2 separate regions of the Oryza sativa genome follow, and region 1 is linked to region 2. The links are chromatin contacts, called in public HiCAR-type maps. All regions are on one chromosome and are shown on one strand. Each heading gives the region's core, a stretch centred on a gene start, on an enhancer-like site or on the middle of the called end of the contact. The rest is flanking DNA. Distances are from core to core; before and after follow the strand shown.

Evidence for each region. HiCAR-type assays count read pairs that join an accessible place to other places.
Region 1: a HiCAR-type map of leaf shows a contact between it and region 2, with 2.7 times the contacts expected there. The contact joins the promoter of LOC4341140 here to the promoter of LOC4341131 in region 2. A contact is called at or near these places in 3 of 15 Hi-C or Micro-C datasets (leaf mesophyll, panicle and seedling) and 1 of 4 datasets of contacts at active chromatin or transcription factors (leaf).

Annotation. Positions count from the first base shown.
Region 1 is chr6:19,002,178-19,005,821 of ASM3414082v1, forward strand. It overlaps LOC4341140 (probable methionine--tRNA ligase), which reads right to left and starts at 1,944. Exons shown (of 17, transcript NM_001423994.1): 1 at 1,773-1,944; 2 at 1,505-1,649; 3 at 862-1,015; 4 at 625-780; 5 at 282-512; 6 at 60-203. The coding sequence starts at 1,887. It overlaps LOC136356848 (a long non-coding RNA gene), which reads left to right and starts at 3,383. Exons shown (of 2, transcript XR_010741875.1): 1 at 3,383-3,644.
Region 2 is chr6:18,845,879-18,849,007 of ASM3414082v1, forward strand. It overlaps LOC4341131 (pentatricopeptide repeat-containing protein At3g53360, mitochondrial), which reads left to right and starts at 1,323. Exons shown (of 5, transcript XM_015787806.3): 1 at 1,323-3,129. The coding sequence starts at 1,441.

The DNA of each region.
Region 1 (3,644 bases), core at 694-3,193, 160 kb after region 2:
CGTAATGAAAAACTAAAAATGTTCATAATTCATATGCCATGAACAGAAACAATTCATACCGTGTGAAATGGCACATTATCTTTACCCATGAACTGAAACAATTCTACGTTATCAGGATCCTTCCACCATTTCTCCCAATCAGGTGTATAGGAAGCTGTGATAGATACATAGCCAATCGGTGCATCAAACCAAACATAGAACACCTAAAAATAAAAAAAAATCATTAGAGATAAAGTAAATAGAACATAAGCAGGACTTCTTCAGATCTGATATGCACAAACCTTGTCCTTATATTTCTCATGTGGAACAGGAACACCCCACTTGAGATCTCGGGTGATACAGCGTGGCTTCAAACCTTCCTTCAGCCATGCGTTTGTTGCCTGAATAGCATTTTGACTCCACATACCAGCTACAGAAGTTTCATTGATATAGTTTACCAACTTGTCGCTCAAAAGAGGAAGCTCAAGGAATAAGTGATCTGTGTCACGGACACGTGGAGTATTCTTACAGACCTACAGAAAGATAGAGGGCAAAAGGAAAGCATAATTAAAACTTCACAGTACTCTATGTGCTTTGTATCATGCAGCAATAAAAAAATGATGCTCAATGAACAAATTAGCTTACCTTACACTTGGGATCAATTAGCTCAGTTGGATTCAACAATTTGCTGCAGTTTTCACACTGATCACCTCGCGCCGCCTCATAATTACAGCCTTCAGTTGGACATTTCCCCTCCACGAGCCTATCCGCTAAAAATCGTTGGCAAGTATCACAGTACAGCTGCAAAAGGAATATATATTGTGTAAAAGATAGAATATGAAAAGACAGATACACAGGGATAAGACCAAGAATCATCTATACCTGCTGCATGGTGTTTTCTGTGAGCCAATTGTTTTCCATCAACTTTTGGAAAATTGCTTGGCAGACTTCAGTCTGTTGGGGAGAGGATGTCCGTCCAAACTTGTCAAACTTTATGTCAAACCATTTGTAAACCTCACTATGGACAGCATGATACCTATTTTCAACAGGAAAAGCTCTCTATGAAGAAAATGCCTTCGCTTTTCATGTGCTAAGTTTACAGGACATGAAAGAAAGGCAACTGACTCATGCATTTGTGAACTACAACTAAAAAAAAGTTTGCGATGGTCTTTCCAAAAATTATGGGATCTGTCACTCTACATCACTTTCAATTGTTTACGAACATACTTGGCACGTCATATTACTTAATGCGCATAATCTTATGGTTGTAAGCAGAGAGTGCGACCACCAACCGCCACTGTCGATGAGTGTCATGGAAAATAAAAAATCTATAAGTGCATCTGCTGCGACTAGTCAATTCAATTCGTCAGCTCATATTGAAGCTAAACCACACTGTTTTTGTACTAACTAGTGCCATCGCAACCAAAATTATAATAAACCCAGACAAAATCCTATATACGATTACTAACAGGGTGAGAGAGACCAAATTAAATTAGAAGCAGAGGGAAGGTGAAGCCTCTCTCACTTGTCGCAGATCTCCTTGGGCGAGCACTTCTCCTCCATGGCCTTGGTCTCGGTGGCCGTCCCGTACTCGTCGGTGCCGCATATGTAGATGACGTTGTAGCCCCGCAGCCGGCAGTAGCGCGCGAACACGTCGGCGCTGAGCACGCCTGCATCGCAACCGCCACCATCAATCAATCAATCAACCAATCAATCAGCAGCAAGAACTAGCTGAATCCGTCAGCGCAAGGAAAGCTAACAAACAAAAAGCAAAATCGAGGGAGGAGGCTCACAGCCGATGATGTTCCCGAGGTGAGGGACGTTGTTGACGTAGGGCAGCGCGCTGGTGACGAGGATGTTGCGGCGGCCGGGGACCGGCAGCTTCGGAGGCGGCGGCGGCGACGCCATGGGGTAGACGAGAGGAGGTTTAGGGTTGGGGAGGAGCAGGTGGGGGGAGTGGAGGCTGTCCTTTGGTGTTGTCAAATGAAATTCTAATGAGGTAATAGTGGGCCGGACTGGCCCATAACTCTATTTTGTTTTTGCAATAAGTTCACTAGAGATCCCTCAAAATAGACGGCGAATTCTATTCACCTCCCTCAAGGCAAAACAAAACAGGTTATTAAGTGTCCTCCAACATGCAAAATCAGTACAAATTGAGTTCCTAAGCAGTATTGAGGGCGGTTTTGACTGACATATATGGCACTTGTTAACTTGGTCTTTATTCCATGTGGTGCTTACGTGTTACTAGAATCAAAATAAAAATAAAAATACCAATCAGACCTACATGTAAGGGAGAATATGATTATTATTAGAGAAAAATTAAACAAATATGTGAGTCCACGTATTTAGTAATAATCTACCCTATAATAATTCACCAACTTACTCAAACACCTACATTACTCATTCATCAAATCCAACGGCTGATAATACGTGAATCCAGCGGCTCAGATAATCTCCCCTCCTCCGCGTGTGATCCCCAATCACGCCCTCCTCAGGCGGACACGGTCGCCCGTTGCGTACTCCCCTCCGCAGATCGCTCCAACCTCCTCCCATCCCTGTTCACCGGCCTCTCCTCCTCTGCGCACTCCCCATCGTGCCGATCCCCTCCGCCGCCAGTTCGCCGCTGCGCCGTGGTGGCCTTGCCTCACCTCGCCGCCAACCCCCACCTCAAACCCTAACTCCCTCCCTCACGCGCTGCACCGCCGATACCCCACCCGCTGCTAGTTCCTGTCACCCTCTCCATCGCCACGCAGCACGCAACCTCGCGCGCCCTCCCTTGACCTTTCTCCGCATCCTGTGCTCCGCCGCGGCCGACGACTCAAGATTTGTAAAAATAACAAAGAGAGCCTTTGCTCTGGGCCTCCCACTGCTGTGCCAAGGGAATCATATCATAGTACCTATACATCTTTCGAAAGATTTTTATAATCGTATCACACAGATTTTTAATCTTTGTATTAAAATCCGATAGATATAATAAAAAGAAAAAGCAATTAAGAAACACCATAATGAACATTAAATTACCATATCCTCAAGAAAAAGACCAAATCAAATACAAAATTTAAAATTTACATGTGAAGATTCAAAAATTACAGTGTAACTTACAAAAGTTACAGTGTAAGTTTCATAAATTACACTGTAACTTACAAGAAAATACACTGTAAATTTGAGTAAGAAAATCGAGTGAGAGATAAGAAAAAATCTTTCGAGTGAGATATAGCAAAATCGTTAAATCTTTAGTTTTCCTCAGCCACTATGGACAGTGAATCGGCCCCTGAGAGGCCTCCGATCTGCTACAGTATAACAGTGCCCTTTCCCCACATCAGCCGTCCGATCCGGCAGTCATGGCACATCACAACCGTCCACCTCCCCATCACCTCCCCCAATTCCCAGTTGGTCGTGCCCTAATCCCTCATTTCCTCTCCCCTTCCTACGCGCCGCCGCCGCCGCCACCGCGACTCCTCACATTCGTCCCCACCACATCCGAGCCAGCGGCCGCCCGCCCGCCGTCGCTACCTCCTCCTCGAGCCAGCGGCCGGCACCACCACCTTCCCATGGAGCCAGCGACCGGCGCTATGTCCTCACGGAGCCAGGCGCAGTGCCATCTTCTCGCGGAGTCACTGGCCCGCACCGCCGCTACCTTCTCCTCATAGAGCCAGGGATGTCGA
Region 2 (3,129 bases), core at 73-2,572:
TTATTTTTTAGAAATTAACTAAGATTAAGTTTACATATAAGTTCCTATTGTAAAAATGTATTTAGGTGATTGTAAAATTTATATTGAATTGTACTATGGGTCGGTTATTATTGCCCGAGTTTCATTTTAGACTAGGTTATATCTAATGTTTTCACTTTGGTTCAGGTTTTCTTACTTTCTGTTGCACATTGGACTATTTTTTTTGTGATTTCATTAGCGAGCTTACCAGCAACATAATAAACCAATCAATATTCCATCTGACCTTGATTTCTTTTACTCCTTGATTTAGCTGCTTGACTTCTACCATTTTCCCCTTAAAAAAATCAAGTGAGCTTAGAGCAAATCACTGTATTGAGCTTGCAAGCGACACTGCGACAGCTACAACAACCAGCTATCACCAGGCTTGATTTTGCTGGTTCCTCAAGCTCAGGAACAGAGCAGAGAGAGAAGGGATCCCAGTGTTTTGATTGATCATCCACGGCGCAGCTGCTTAATAGAGAAAAGGAGGGAAGAGAAGAGATGGAGAAGAAGGGTGGTCCAATTTGAAATTTTTGTAAATTTATCTAGTCCAAAGTGATAAGATAACTTCACCCCTTGTTCAAAGTGAAACTTAGGTAAAAATTCCTAGCCCAAAGTGCAATTGACTCTTTTCTATATCTCTTTGCGTAAGACTATTATGTTTCTTTTATATATAAAACTAGGTGAAACCCCACACATTGCTGTGTGAGTTTAGTATGATAGCACTAAGTTAAGTAATGTGTAAGATAGCTAGACAATATAAACTTATATAAGTTAACATGGTTCATGATAGTTTAAATTTAAATAGTATATAGAACGATAATTTAAATGTAAAAGTAAGTTGTTATAGTCTTATGAGAAAAGAAAAGGAGATAGAGAGAGTTTGGATAATAGAATAATCATCTAATGGCTAAAAACAATTGAGATGATATGACTTAATAAAAGAAAAAAATAAGGGAGATAATTTGGACCATAGGACAAAAACAATTGATGTGATATTGCTTAGTGAGAGAAGAGAGAGAACATTAACTAAGTTAGGAGTTATAATAAACTATATATGTATATAAGATGTTATAAAAAAAGATGAAGAGACATTTAAATATTATATGAATTATGTGTGATGATGATATAATATGCTTGCATTTGAAAAGCTATAAAATTTAATAAATTATAAAATTATAGATAATATAAGCATGATGTTTATATGTAATAGAGTAAATAAAGAACAAAAAAGAAAGAGCACTACAAAAATGGTAACCAATCAGCAACTAATTAAAAAGCTCACATCTTGTCCGTTCTCTCCCGATCGGACGGCTGCTACGCCATCAGAGCAGCTCCAGAAGCCACCGCGCCAGTGCGCCACTGCTAAGTGGCCCCCTCCCAACTCCGACGACCCCGCCGCCGCCACCGCCGCCGCCGCCGATGCAGAACCCCAACGGCACCATCCTCCAGCTCTACCACGCCGGCAGGCTCGCCGCCGCCCTCCGCGCCTTCGAGTCGCTCCCCTCCTCCTCCCCCGCCTCCGCCGCCGCCGCCCCAGCCCCTCTCACCGCCGCGACCTACGCCGCCCTCGTCTCCGCGTGCTCCCGCCTGCGCTCCCTCCCGCAAGGCCGCCGCGTCCACCGCCACCTCGTGGCCTCCTCATCCTCCTCGCCGGATGCACAGCTCGCTGGGAACACCGTCCTCGGCAACCACCTCATCACCATGTACGGGCGGTGCGCCGCCCCGGACTCCGCCCGCCAGGTGTTCGACGAAATGCCCGCCAGGAACCCCGTCTCCTGGGCCTCCGTCATCGCCGCGCACGTGCAGAACGGCCGCGCCGGTGACGCTCTCGGGTTGTTCTCGTCCATGCTACGGTCAGGAACTGCCGCAGACCAGTTTGCCCTCGGCAGTGCCGTGCGTGCTTGCACGGAGCTTGGGGACGTCGGCACCGGGAGGCAGGTGCATGCGCATGCGTTGAAGTCAGAGAGAGGCAGTGACCTGATTGTGCAGAACGCACTCGTCACAATGTACTCCAAGAATGGCTTGGTTGACGATGGATTCATGCTCTTTGAGAGGATTAAAGATAAAGACTTAATTTCCTGGGGGTCAATTATCGCTGGGTTTGCTCAACAAGGTTTTGAAATGGAGGCACTACAGGTTTTCAGGGAGATGATTGTTGAGGGCTCGCATCATCCGAACGAGTTTCATTTTGGTAGTGCCTTTCGTGCATGTGGGGCTGTGGGCAGCTGGGAGTATGGAGAGCAGATTCATGGCTTATCCATCAAGTATAGGTTGGACCGTGATTTATATGTAGGATGCTCACTGAGCGACATGTATGCGCGATGCAAGAATCTGGACTCTGCAAGGGTAGCATTTTACAGGATTGAGGCACCGGATTTAGTTTCTTGGAATTCCATAGTAAATGCATACTCTGTTGAGGGCCTACTTAGTGAGGCCTTGGTCCTGTTCTCTGAGATGAGAGACTCTGGTTTGAGGCCTGATGGTATTACTGTTAGGGGCCTGTTGTGTGCATGTGTTGGCCGTGATGCCCTATATCATGGTAGGCTGATCCACTCCTACTTGGTCAAATTGGGTTTAGATGGGGATGTTTCAGTCTGCAATTCTTTACTCAGCATGTATGCAAGGTGTTCAGATTTATCCTCTGCGATGGATGTTTTTCATGAGATAAAGGATCAGGACGTTGTAACCTGGAACAGCATTCTTACTGCCTGTGCCCAACACAACCATCCGGAAGAAGTCCTGAAGTTGTTTAGTCTCTTGAACAAGTCTGAACCGAGTCTGGATAGGATTAGTTTAAACAATGTACTGAGTGCTTCTGCTGAATTGGGTTACTTTGAAATGGTGAAACAGGTTCATGCATATGCTTTCAAGGCAGGACTAGTGGATGATAGAATGCTTAGTAATACTCTAATTGACACTTATGCTAAATGTGGGAGTTTAGATGATGCCATGAGACTCTTTGAAATAATGGGAAACAATCGTGATGTGTTCTCTTGGAGCAGCTTGATTGTTGGATATGCCCAATTTGGTTATGCAAAGGAAGCATTTGATTTATTTTCGAGGATGAGAAGCCTAGGAATCAGGCCAAACCATGTAACGTTTATCGGA